4 separate regions of the Mus musculus genome follow, and all the other regions are linked to region 4. A link is a contact called in public Hi-C and promoter capture Hi-C data. All regions are on one chromosome and are shown on one strand. Each heading gives the region's core, a stretch centred on a gene start, on an enhancer-like site or on the middle of the called end of the contact. The rest is flanking DNA. Distances are from core to core; before and after follow the strand shown. Region 1 holds the start of Spata17 (spermatogenesis associated 17). Region 2 holds the start of Prox1os (prospero homeobox 1, opposite strand). Region 3 has its middle 70 kb from the start of Gm37896. Region 4 holds the start of Kctd3 (potassium channel tetramerisation domain containing 3).

Region 1 (2,700 bases), core at 188-2,687, 1.8 Mb before region 4:
ACTCTAAATGAATACTATATGATCTCTGAATGTTAAGTATAAGAATTCCATTGCGCAATGGCTATGCTTATTTAAAGATGATTAATTGGAAGCTTCGGTAATGTGATTATTCACTAAATAACTGTTGTAGCTATTCCATTTCAGGAAGCAAGACAGTACAGGCTGAAATAATGGTTAAACTAAGAGGCAAGAAAAAAAGCAACATTGGCCTACTTCTAGCAAGAAAATCCATAGTTTCTCACAAAAGTTACAAGATTGAATTATCACTGTAGTTGCTAGAGGTTCACGATGAAATAGCAAAACTATAGTTGAGATGTATGTTAGGATAAGAATAGCTTATCAGGACTTTCTCACACTGACTTGGTCACTGCTGGTCTGCTATAATTTATCACACTTTTTGTAATGTACTTTTTGTGATTCCTTCTAAGTTTTGAAAACCACTGGGCCATTGCTTCTAGTTTCAATGTCCCCTTTTCATGGAGAGGAAGTTTAGGTGTGGGGGGTGAGAATGCTGCCTTAGCTCTTGCCCATTTACTGTACCAATTATCTTGTCACAATGGTATAGAAACTTCACTTGGACAAATGAATCACAGATGAATTGAATTCTGTGATGTTTGTGAGATTAAGTGAAGCTCAAATTCCCATTTGGACATTGATATTCTGAATTCATGGAACTACCTGGGTAAGCCTGGTTAACGTTAATTAGGCCACTAGACCTACATTGTATAAAATAGGTTTCACCAAACCAAATTTCTCAGTGATTATTTTAAAATGTCGAAAAAAAAAAAGCCCCACAAAACAAAACAGTATTTTGAGGAAGACTCCCAAATGTTGCCCAGGGCAGCCTTGAATTTTCTGTGTTGCCCAGGCTGGACTGGACTCACAGTCATCCTCCTGCCTGTTTCCCCAGTCGGGGTTTACTTCATTTAGGGCGGCCCTTAATAATTCTCTATTCTGGGATCTTCCTTAGAGAATATTAACTTATTAATGACTTGTCAATGTATATATAATCCACTTGTGATTGATTATATATATATATATATATAAACTTCTGATCATGTTTGAATCCCCATGGGGAGAAGAAGAATTTAGAATTATTTCCTGAATTAAGTAATTTGTTAACAGTAAACATCTTCTGAGACCCCTCTCTTCACTACTCACCGGTTCCTAAAGTAGTACTGACTTTCTAGAAAGGGTGCCCGCGCCAGCAGCTTGGCTAAAGTAGCCATGTCCTTCAACTCCTGGAGTTCACCAAAATTGTTACTATTAGTCTCCATGGCAACTGGGCTGAACCAAGGTCACTTCCGACTTATCGGCCTTTCCTTTCACTCTGTTTCAGTTTCAAGCAACTGGACAGAGAAATCGGATTTGTACACGTGAGACCAGACTTGAGTCGACTCGCCCCTTTCTCCTGGAATTTCGAGCTGCTGATGGGAAGGGTCAGGGTAGGCTAAGGTGAGCGAATGGTCGCTTCCGGTTTCCGGTTTCCGCCTCCAGCCGGCTTCCGGAAGTTGCTCTCAAAATGCTGAAGTCCTGTGTGGAATTGGCCGGGGCTGCGGGAGTTGGAGTCGGTCCTCGGGCCTGAGCCTCGAGGCCGCGCTCCCGGGTGTCGTTGATGTTTGGGGCCGACGGGCGCCCAGCGATCGGAACCGCCGCCGGGAAGAGCTGGTGAGCCCGGCGGGCGGTTGGGAACGGGGCGAGCGAGCCGGCGAGCAGCTCGCGGGGCTCCGGGTCAGAGACGGCCGTGCACCAAGTTTCTTCAGGCCGCGTTCCCGTTGTCCCTGCCAAACCGGCCACATTGTACTAGATTCCGTGGTTGACAAGATCACAGAAATTCCCAGTCCCAGAAGTTTCTTAGTAGCAGAGACACCAGGCTCTTGTACTCCCTGCGCAGCTCGGTTCGTGTAAAGCCTAGAAGTTTTCCACCGCCCTGGAGGCTCTGTCCTAGTTTATGGGAAAGGGGCGTTTTCCAGTAGCCCCAGGTTGGAATTTGTCTTTAGGGTACCCTGGTCCACTGCTGTAAGTTTCCAAACTGCTTTCGCAAATCACACTTGATCTTTAATGACATCCCTGCTGTAGGAGACTCGCAGGTACAGAAAATTTAAGAGGCAAAGTTGTCCTGTGCCCCTGAGTACCAGAGATGATAGCTCAGTTTTGGATTTTCTAGTTGAAAACCCTGGTCGCCCAACCTCCACCCCCACCCCCACCCCCCGTTTGTTCCAACGCTTTTCAGAGAAACGTTAGTGTAACAAGAAAGTAGATGTCTTGCGGTCCATCTTGAAACATAAAAATCTGACCAGTAAGTCAAGAACTGTGATTTTTAAAGTTCCTGCCAGTGGGCTGTGATGTCTGATTGTTTAGCATCACCGATAACTGAAAAGTTAAAAGAATATCTTAGGTCAGATGGCTTATTTGGTTCCTCTCTAGAGACCATTTCTAACCAGTGTTGTTTTTCTTGTAGCTTTTAAGTTCTCACGATTTTCAGTTAGAATACTAGGAGAAGCTTTTTATTTTTTTTTTTTATTTTTATTTTTATTTTTTTAAAGATTTATTTATTTATTATATGTAAGTACATTGTAGCTGTCTTCAGGGATACCAGAAGAGGGAGTCAGATCTTGTTACGGATGGTTGTGAGCCACCATGTGGTTGCTGGGATTTGAACTCTGGACCTTCGGAAGAGCAGTCGGGTGCTCTAACCCA
Region 2 (2,700 bases), core at 160-2,659, 1.2 Mb after region 4:
GAAGACTCAACTTCCCAAGAAGCTAGGCAGGGGTGGGAGAGTCTGAGTGTGGCTCGCTGCTCTCCCCCGGCCCCCATCGCTCTCTGCATAGGCGCTCAGTTTAGCAGGACTAACCGGCTGGCGCAGCAAAGGCAACGACAACTTGCTCAGCTGGACTTTGGGTGAGGTCTACCGCCCCCCTCCCCGTCTCTTCCCCTTGTCTGTTCAGGCAAGATAGCAGCTCTCCCCCTTCCTCCCGCCCTCCTCGTCCTTCTTCTCAGCAACAATCACTCTCACCTCTCCACTCTGCTGGGCTCTTCTCCTCCCTCCCCAGTCCTAGGAACTGGGGCAGCAGAGTAGCGGCACTCAGCGAGGCCAGGGCGCAGCTGCCCACCACCCAAGCGTGCCAGTAATGGCTGGGAGCTTCTTCTCGTCTATGGGCGGCCCAAGCACAACCCGACCCCGGGCCGGCCCTCTTCGGTGCGGCGTCCAGGTCGCCCCACTAGCGACCCCTGAGGCTCTCGGGCAAACTCCCCCTACTCAGTGCTTCCCAGCGCGGCGCAAGCAGACTGGGTGGACTGGCACCGCGCTCGCTCCTCCGTACCGGACCGTCCCCCAACTCGTCTCTCCTCTGTTGCAGAGCTGGGTGCAAGCTCCCGGCGCTGAGCACACAGAGGAAAGTCACCGGGCGCCCCCTCCTCCCCGCCCTCTTCCCCACGGCCGGCCCTCTGCCCCGGGTTAAAAAAGGAGAAGTGAAAGGTATGCAAACAGCAAGCAAATAGGGAAAGCCGGGAAGAAAGGCAGCTAGAATAAACAAGACAAAGGGAGAAGGACTCGGGGACAGGCCCTGGAGTTTCAACTCCCGGAGAAGAAAAAGAAGAAGCTGGGAAGATTGCAAGAAAAAAAAAATCTAGAAGAACAACAACCAAAAGGGACTCATCCCCCTCGCGGCCCCCTCCCCTGAAAAGAGTGCAAGAAAAATAAAGAAATAAAAATAATACAAAATAAAAGAAAGCCAGAGCCTCAGCGCATCCCAGACACAGTACACAAAAGGTGACAAGATCAGCGACAAGTCCAGCAACACCAGCCTCCCCCCATCGCCACCATCATCCCAGTCACCGGCAGGCGCGAGAAAGAAATAAAAGCCAAGCAGGTCACTTACTCTTCGTTTACTGGGAGGAGCGGAGCTCGGAGTTCCACTGAGCCTCCTGCTTAGAAAACTGTTTTTAGAGGCTATTTGATCACGATTCATGTAAATAACACCATTTTCCCCCTTGGAAAAAGAATGTTTACACGGGTGTGAGTAACGGGAGGCTCTTCTCTCTCTTTCCCATTCAAGAACGAGCCAGTGCGAGCGATTCTGGAAAAGGGGAGGGGACAGCAACCGGGTGAAGATACTTACGCGGTGCGGGCAGCAGCGGGGCGCAGCCACTCTCTCTCTTTCTCTCTCTCTTTCTTTTCACTCTCTCTCTCTCTCCCCCTCTCTTCTTCTCTTGCGGGCAGAGAAGAAACCCACGCGCGCACGCGGTGATGTCTTACTGGTGATAATTGGCCCAGGGGTCGGTGAGTCTGTGCGGGAGCGAGTGATCTGGGCGAGTGCTGAGAGGCGAGGGGAGAAAGGAGGGAGGGGAGGGGAGAGGCGCGCAGGGCAGAGCCGGGAGCCCGGGGAAAGAAGGGGAGAGAGAGCGGAGAAGGCGGCGAGGGCTGGAGCGCGGAGCGGTGGCCCGAGGAGCAGCGGGCACGGCGGAGAGGCTTGTGTGCGCCGCGCGGCTTCCCCGGCTGCAGTGGCCGTCGCTTTCCCAGCGCTCTCTCAGCTGAGGGCTCCGCTCCACAACAAGATTTACTTTAAGACACAGCTGAAGGAAACAGGAAGACTGCACGTCACAGTCCCACTGACGTACCCGGTCCCAGCACCCAATCGCGAGGCGCCTTCGGATTCAAGGGGGGATAGCGAGGCAAGAGAACTTGTGAGGAAAAAAATATACATATATATAAAAGGGGTGGGGGTGAGGGGCTGGGGAGAGAGGAGGAGAGGGGGGCCCAGCGCTCCCCCGCCCGGGCCACCAGCCCCGGCCCCCACCCCGCCCTGCCACTGCTTGGGGCGCCTGGATCGCCGCGCCCCGGCCGCCGCGAGCCATCTGCGGGCGTTGTGCACCGCGGCGCCCGGCTCACACTTGCTCTTCCAGGACGCAGGTCTTTTTTTTTTTTTTTTTTTTTTTTCCATTTCACTGACACAGATGATGGAGTTCTCCCAGCGGCCGGGAGCACTCCCCAGACTGGGATGGAGGAAGGCTCGGAAAAGTATACAGGATAAAAAAAAGTGGATATTTTAAGGGTCGGGGTGGCATAAAGGGCGGAATGTTGTGGGGGGGGGGCACAACTCGTTCTGCTTTGGAAATGATCATAGATAGTATCAATAGGACCAGTCACCCTAGTTTCCTTTTAAAGAGGATGAGCAAACACAGGTAGGCTTAGGTTTTAAAAAATAAATAAGTGCCAGAGATTTCACACTGGGGCCGCTAAGTCTGATATTAAAAACCTCTACCCGCACTGGCTGAGTCCCAGTCAATCAGACCTCAGAATTTATAGGAATTCGCCCCCGATTACCTTTAAAAGTATTATTTCAATTGTAGGCATAGTGACCACATATGCTATAAACATCGTTTCTGGCCACCCTTCTCCAGTTCGCACATCCCTACATGGCCAAAGAAACTAGTTCGA
Region 3 (2,700 bases), core at 154-2,653, 1.6 Mb before region 4:
CTGAAGGTTATCTGAAGGTTATCCTCTGACCTCTGCATGCCTACACACGTACCCCACTGCCCTTCATTCACAAGTAAACCATTTCTACCACTACAGGAGTTACCTTTTCCACTGCTGTCCCCAAATATCTGACAAAACACTCTAAAGAAGGAAGGGATTATCTGACTAGTGGTGTGAGGCTAGAGTCCAATAAAGCCAGTGGGTGGAGCATGAGCTAGGTGGCTGTCATCATGGGCCCGCAGACAGGAAGCACAGACAAGTGCTGGTCCTCAGCTTGTTTTCTGCTTTCGGTGTAGTCTAGGATCCCAGCCCACGAAACCGTGTCACCTACTGTTAGACTGGATATTCCCCTGTCAGCTCAACCTCACTCATAACACCCTCACAGACATTCCCAGAGGCCAGTTTACACACTGACCGAAACCGAATCCACTTCAGCCTGAAGATTAGCTACACCTAGAAAGCCAGAGATCTTAACAGCTAACGTGCTTTCTGCTCATTGCTCTAAAAAGAAAGAGAGTGTTTGTCATCAGGTTTGATCATGCACAAAGTGAAAACTACCCACCCTCTTTCCTACCACCTCCTCCGGGCTCACACCAGCTGCTGTGCTCTGTGGGTCACGTGATCAAAGGGCCTTGGGGGGAGATGCATGGCCCTGCAAGAATAGAAGCACATTTCATAGCTTCCTTATGTTCTTCCTGCGGCAAATAACAACTCAAGGGCTACCTGCTATGCATCTCAAACTATAGAAATGATCACTAAACGTCTAGGCTATGAATATTCAACCTAAAAGAAAGAAAGAAACAGAGAGACAGACAGACAGGTAAATTTAAACACGGGGCAGTCCTAAGAACCATGTAGTAATGTATTGGGCTTCCTACGCCCCACCCTATCTTGAGACCACCCCAATCTACTTCCAAATGTTGGCATGTTGCTCATGGTGGGTTTTCTCTGCTGACCACCTTCACTCATGACTGGTTACAGGCTGTGTGTCCAGTCATGGGATCTCCAAATCTCCATTGATTTCCAAATGCACACATGCCTCCTACCAGGAAAGAGGCGCATCGAAGAGGTATTCAGGAGCCCCCGTGATTATTGGATCTCCCTTCTCTGCCAGACTGTCTTCTTCCAAGCCACTCCCTGCCCAGCCTCGCTCCTTCAGCGCCCTCTTTCCTGTTCCTAGCTGCTCAGAGACAGAAAGGGAGAGCGGAATTATTTATTGTGCGTCTGTTTGAAGTGAAAGGCTTTTACATTTTAATGAGCACTAAATAGGTGCGAGGAAATATTGTTCATTAGCTGTAATCTGCGGAATTGCTTGAGTGAACTTCCTTTGGAGGCTGCTTTAAGCGGCTCACTCAAGTAGAGCAGTTTGTATGGTAATTAAGGGAGCATTTTTCTGTCAACATCTGTGCTGCTATTTATAACAGGGGAGGTGGCTTGCGGCTCCACTGGAGGGCTGGAGGGTGTGGGTGCTGAGAGATGCAGGTGGGATGGGGTGGCAGTCAATGGCTGCACAGCCAAGGCTCGCAGCCATGACAGGCTGGCAGCCATGACAGGCTCGCAGCCATGACAGGCTCCTTTCTCTGCCTTTCCTCCCATTCAGCCCCAACTAATTCTCAAAGAAATCCATCCACATTCATCGTAGCTACAAGAATTCTTGCTCTGACATCTCTTCATTAATCACAACCCCCACCTGGCAGCCCAGGCAGGGAGATTCAAGAGGCTGTGGAGAAGCAAGCGCTCTTCAGCTTTGTCAGGTTTTTTTTTTTTTTTCCTGTCTCTTGTGAATTTTTCCTCTATGTCACCCTGATGGGACAGCAAGATACCAGAATTTGAGCAGTGGCACTTGGGGGCAGCCAGAGATGACCAGGAAAGAAACACTGAACTGGGCACCTCCCATCCCTGCTCAGGCTAGGGAATAGACATCTTTTCTTATCACAATTTGAGAGTCCTAGCATGGCCTACAACAAGCATGACTCCATGACCTTCTGAGGTGGCCTGAAGGAGTCTTTATATAGTCTTTGCAATACCAGAATGACACGGCCTGCATACCCTCCAACTAGAGCTGAAGAGCTTACCTGGATAGACCCAGAAGACAGACTTGTGAGGGCAGAGACCAGTCAGCAGGAGGGTGGCCTGGCAATGCTGACGCTCGGAGCAGGATAATACAGGCAGGCACTGAATGAGCAGAGGCCAGGAGCCTGCAAAGGAAGCTGATGACAAGACTGTTGGGCCCCATCTTCCAGAGGCAAGGAGTTCGAAATGCAGTGGCTAAGTGCTGCCTCTACTCCTCTGGAAAAACAAAAGCAAACAAAAAACAAAACAACTGGACCTATCTTTTTAAATGTTCTCCAGCTTATGATAGAGTCAGGCAGGATTTTTGAGGAGAGCATCCACTTTGCCTGGCTGTGAAAGTGCAGCCGTGGAGGGACAGGAGCCAAGCGTATCTGGCCCCTGGAAGACACTGAAGGCCTGATCGCCAGGCTGGGGATCTCCCTCTGGAGGAGCCTCTCTGTGTGGGCTCCATGCCCTCTTCTCTCTTCTTCCCTTTCCTCAGTCATCCTTCTCTTCTGTCTTTTGAGACAGGGTCCTCTGTAGTCCAGGCTGGCCTTGAACTCTCTATGTTACAGAGGGTGACTCTCCCCCTGTGGGTAGGCTTCCTCTGCCCCTCCCTGCTGTATTCATAGCTGCATACCACCACAC
Region 4 (2,700 bases), core at 65-2,564:
GGTCTCCAACTGTTAAAACTTTGCTTTGGAGGTAAAAGGTGACAAAGCAGGAAGACCACCCCAAGTTCTCCAGCACTCAGAGAGCCCATTGTTTCACAACTGTTAATTTGTATTTTTAAATAACAAAAGTGTTACACGTTTAAAATCTTAAGACATTGAAAACTAGCCTTCCCAGGACAACAGAATAGCCTGCGCATTAGAACCCCCCTCTCCCTCTATTCTTACTATGCCTTAAACCCAAGCTTCCCTCAACTAGTAGGGGCAATATCCTTTTCTGAGAAGAGTCATGTGTAAGTCACGGCAAATACAAAAATGGGTTTTTGGTTTTGTTGCTTGTTTGGTTTGTTTGTTTGTTTTGCCAACAAACTTCCACTCCAACAAAATGGGAGTGGAAGGTCTAATAGAGACTAAAGACTCAACAGTCCAACCGGTTGCTCCTATGCAACAACTCAAGCCCTAGCACGGGAGACGACAACCAGCTGCAACGCTGACAGCTCGGTGTCAGCATGCCTCAACCCTCCAGAGGCCCCAAGTCACTTGGTCAGGCAGGCCCACCATGCCAACTGTGTTCCTGTGGCCTTACTTACACCATAGGAACCCGGGGGAATAAAGACTGAGTTTTAACAGTCTATACACTCGACCTGGAACCAGACTCTGAAGAGTGCATAGGGCTGCTTGGATCATGCAAAATTGTACCTACCTGTCTCCGGGTCCCCCACCTGGCCGTGCAGACGCCGCCCTACCCTGCAGTGGGTACCCGACCTGACCAGGTAGATGCCACCCTGCCCTGCGGAGGGTACCCGACCTGACCAGGTAGACGCCGCCCTGCCCTGCAGTGGGTACCCGACCTGACCAGGTAGATGCCACCCTGCCCTGCCGAGGGTACCCCACCTGGCCGTGCAGACGCCGCCCCGGCTGTAACACCTATCCCACCTAGGCTGGCACATGCCACTCCTACAGCAGCGGGCGTCCCACCCACTGTTCCCGCGCGGTCGCGGGCTCACCTGGTCCCCCCCACATTCAGCTGCACGATCTCCCCGCTGCTGGCCGCCGACGCGGCGAAGCTGCCGCAATGCCCGCCCGCCATGTCTGCGGCGGGAGCCGGAGCCAGGGCCGGAGCCGGAGCCGGAGCCAGGAGCGGCGGCTCGGCGGCCGGAGCACACTCGGAACGCCGAGCCTCCCGCAGCGGCCCGGCTCGCTCCAGCCTCCCCCACTACGTGTTCGTGGCCTCCGCCGCTCGTGGCTGGAGGCCGCCGGCCCAGCCCGGCCTCTCCTCAGAGCCCACTCGCCTCCATGGCGGCCGCCACAACCATCTGGAGGACGGGTCGCCGCGAGGGACAAAAAGCTGTAGCGCCGGCGCTTCACGCTTACGAAGAAGGAGTGGGCGGGGCTGGTGAGAGGGAGGAGCTCCTGGCGATGGGCGGGGCTGGACGAAGGGTCTTCTGCCACCGATGGCCTAGGAAAGATTTGCCCCTTGCCTCTTCACCAGCACAAGATTTAGGTAAAAAAGAAACTTTCGCAGTTATTCAGACTGATCTAAGTACACTCGATGAAAAGATATTGAACACCATACAGCGCATTACCTGCAAACTGCATAGTTTCCATGCCACCACTCCTCAGGGCAGGAGAAAGCAAAAACCCTGCTGGAGTGAGCGGTATCCAGCAACATGTTTCTAGATTGTACATACACGCACTTTTATTTTCTTTACTGATTGATTTTTGTTTCTCTCTCTCTCAGCATTATGCATTGGAGCACCAAACCTTAGCGATTTCGTGTGTGTGTGTGTGTGTGTGTGTGTGTGTGTGTGTGTGTGTGTGAGTGTGTCCTCCTGGGGATGGAATATGATGAGGCCTTGTGCTTGCTAGGCATCACTGACCTAAATGTCCAACCTCTAAATCATACTTTTAAAGAGTACTATGGCAATGGGATGTAGGTCAGCTAATGGAGACAGCACACTATATTTCAAAGATATCTAATTCAACAAGCTAAACTGTAAGCATTAAATGTCTAATAGTTTTCTCATAAAATTTAAAACTGATGAACTATAAGAGGATAGAAAACATCTTATCCTCATTAAACATTGCTTAATTTTGCTGCCAAATATGCCACTGAGATGATACACTTTCTCCAGAATTGATGATTTTTTTTTTTTTTTTTTTTTTTGAGACAGGGTTTCTCTGTATAGCCCTGGCTGTCCTGGAACTCACTTTGTAGACCAGGCTGGCCTCGAACTCAGAAATCTGCCTACCTCTGCCTCCGCCTGGCTCCAGAATTGATTTTTATAAAGGACAGCCACACCAGATGTGCTATCCTGTAACCTCAGCACTGTGGGGGTAGGGGGAACCAAGGAAAAAGAATAAGGAAGGGACTAGAGGCCTCCTCAACTACATAGAATTTGAGGTCAGCCTGAGATACAGAGACCCTGTCTCAAAAAGAGAAAGGGGAGGAAAAGAAGGTGGGAGGGAGGGAGGGAGGGAGAGAGGGAGAGTGTGAGGGTAAGAGAGGGAAGGAGGGGAGAGAGAGACAGAGACAGACAGAGAGATTATTTCTGGGGCTGGTGAGATGGCTCAGTGGGTAAGAGCACTGACTACTCTTACGAAGGTCCTGAGTTCAAATCCCAGTAATCACATGGTGGCTCACAACCACCCATAATGAGATCTGACACCCTCTTCTGGCAGGTCTGAAGACTGCAGCAGTGT

Evidence for each region. Promoter capture Hi-C pulls out the DNA fragments that hold promoters and counts their contacts. A called contact is a pair of places that touch in the nucleus more often than the background predicts.
Region 1: a promoter capture Hi-C map of pre-B cells shows a contact between it and region 4. The contact joins the promoter of Spata17 here to the promoter of Kctd3 in region 4. A contact is called at or near these places in 11 of 39 promoter capture datasets (the 3T3-L1 cell line, the C10 cell line, the HPC-7 cell line and 6 more), 2 of 484 Hi-C or Micro-C datasets (B cells and CD8 T cells), 3 of 115 datasets of contacts at active chromatin or transcription factors (astrocytes, extraembryonic endoderm stem cells and thymic regulatory T cells) and 2 of 9 other capture datasets (adipose tissue and pancreatic islet).
Region 2: a promoter capture Hi-C map of hippocampal neurons shows a contact between it and region 4, with 4 times the contacts expected there. The contact joins the promoter of Prox1os here to the promoter of Kctd3 in region 4. A contact is called at or near these places in 2 of 39 promoter capture datasets (hippocampal neurons and liver), 1 of 115 datasets of contacts at active chromatin or transcription factors (extraembryonic endoderm stem cells) and 1 of 9 other capture datasets (pancreatic islet).
Region 3: a Hi-C map of B cells shows a contact between it and region 4, with 6 read pairs. The contact joins the enhancer-like site here to the promoter of Kctd3 in region 4. A contact is called at or near these places in 2 of 39 promoter capture datasets (the 3T3-L1 cell line and pre-B cells), 1 of 484 Hi-C or Micro-C datasets (B cells) and 2 of 115 datasets of contacts at active chromatin or transcription factors (embryonic stem cells and large pre-B cells).

Annotation. Positions count from the first base shown.
Region 1 is chr1:187,214,009-187,216,708 of GRCm38.p6, forward strand. It overlaps Spata17 (spermatogenesis associated 17), which reads right to left and starts at 1,438. Exons shown (of 10, transcript NM_028848.3): 1 at 1,162-1,438. The coding sequence starts at 1,277. Gpatch2 (G patch domain containing 2) reads left to right here and starts at 1,503. Exons shown (of 10, transcript NM_026367.4): 1 at 1,503-1,668. The coding sequence starts at 1,616.
Region 2 is chr1:190,168,887-190,171,586 of GRCm38.p6, forward strand. It overlaps Prox1os (prospero homeobox 1, opposite strand), which reads left to right and starts at 1,410. Exons shown (of 2, transcript NR_151620.1): 1 at 1,410-1,542. It overlaps Prox1 (prospero homeobox 1), which reads right to left and starts at 1,941. Exons shown (of 5, transcript NM_008937.3): 1 at 1,382-1,941.
Region 3 is chr1:187,376,883-187,379,582 of GRCm38.p6, forward strand. No RefSeq gene overlaps it. Among named protein-coding and RNA genes, the nearest start is that of Gm37896, 70 kb to the right of the region's middle. Within about 2 kb of position 1,404, at least 60 of the 459 cell types and tissues checked have an H3K27ac peak or open chromatin away from gene starts, as enhancers often do. A contact at or near this core is called in B cells and pre-B cells, where this site is marked.
Region 4 is chr1:189,006,526-189,009,225 of GRCm38.p6, forward strand. It overlaps Kctd3 (potassium channel tetramerisation domain containing 3), which reads right to left and starts at 1,315. Exons shown (of 18, transcript NM_172650.2): 1 at 1,005-1,315. The coding sequence starts at 1,087.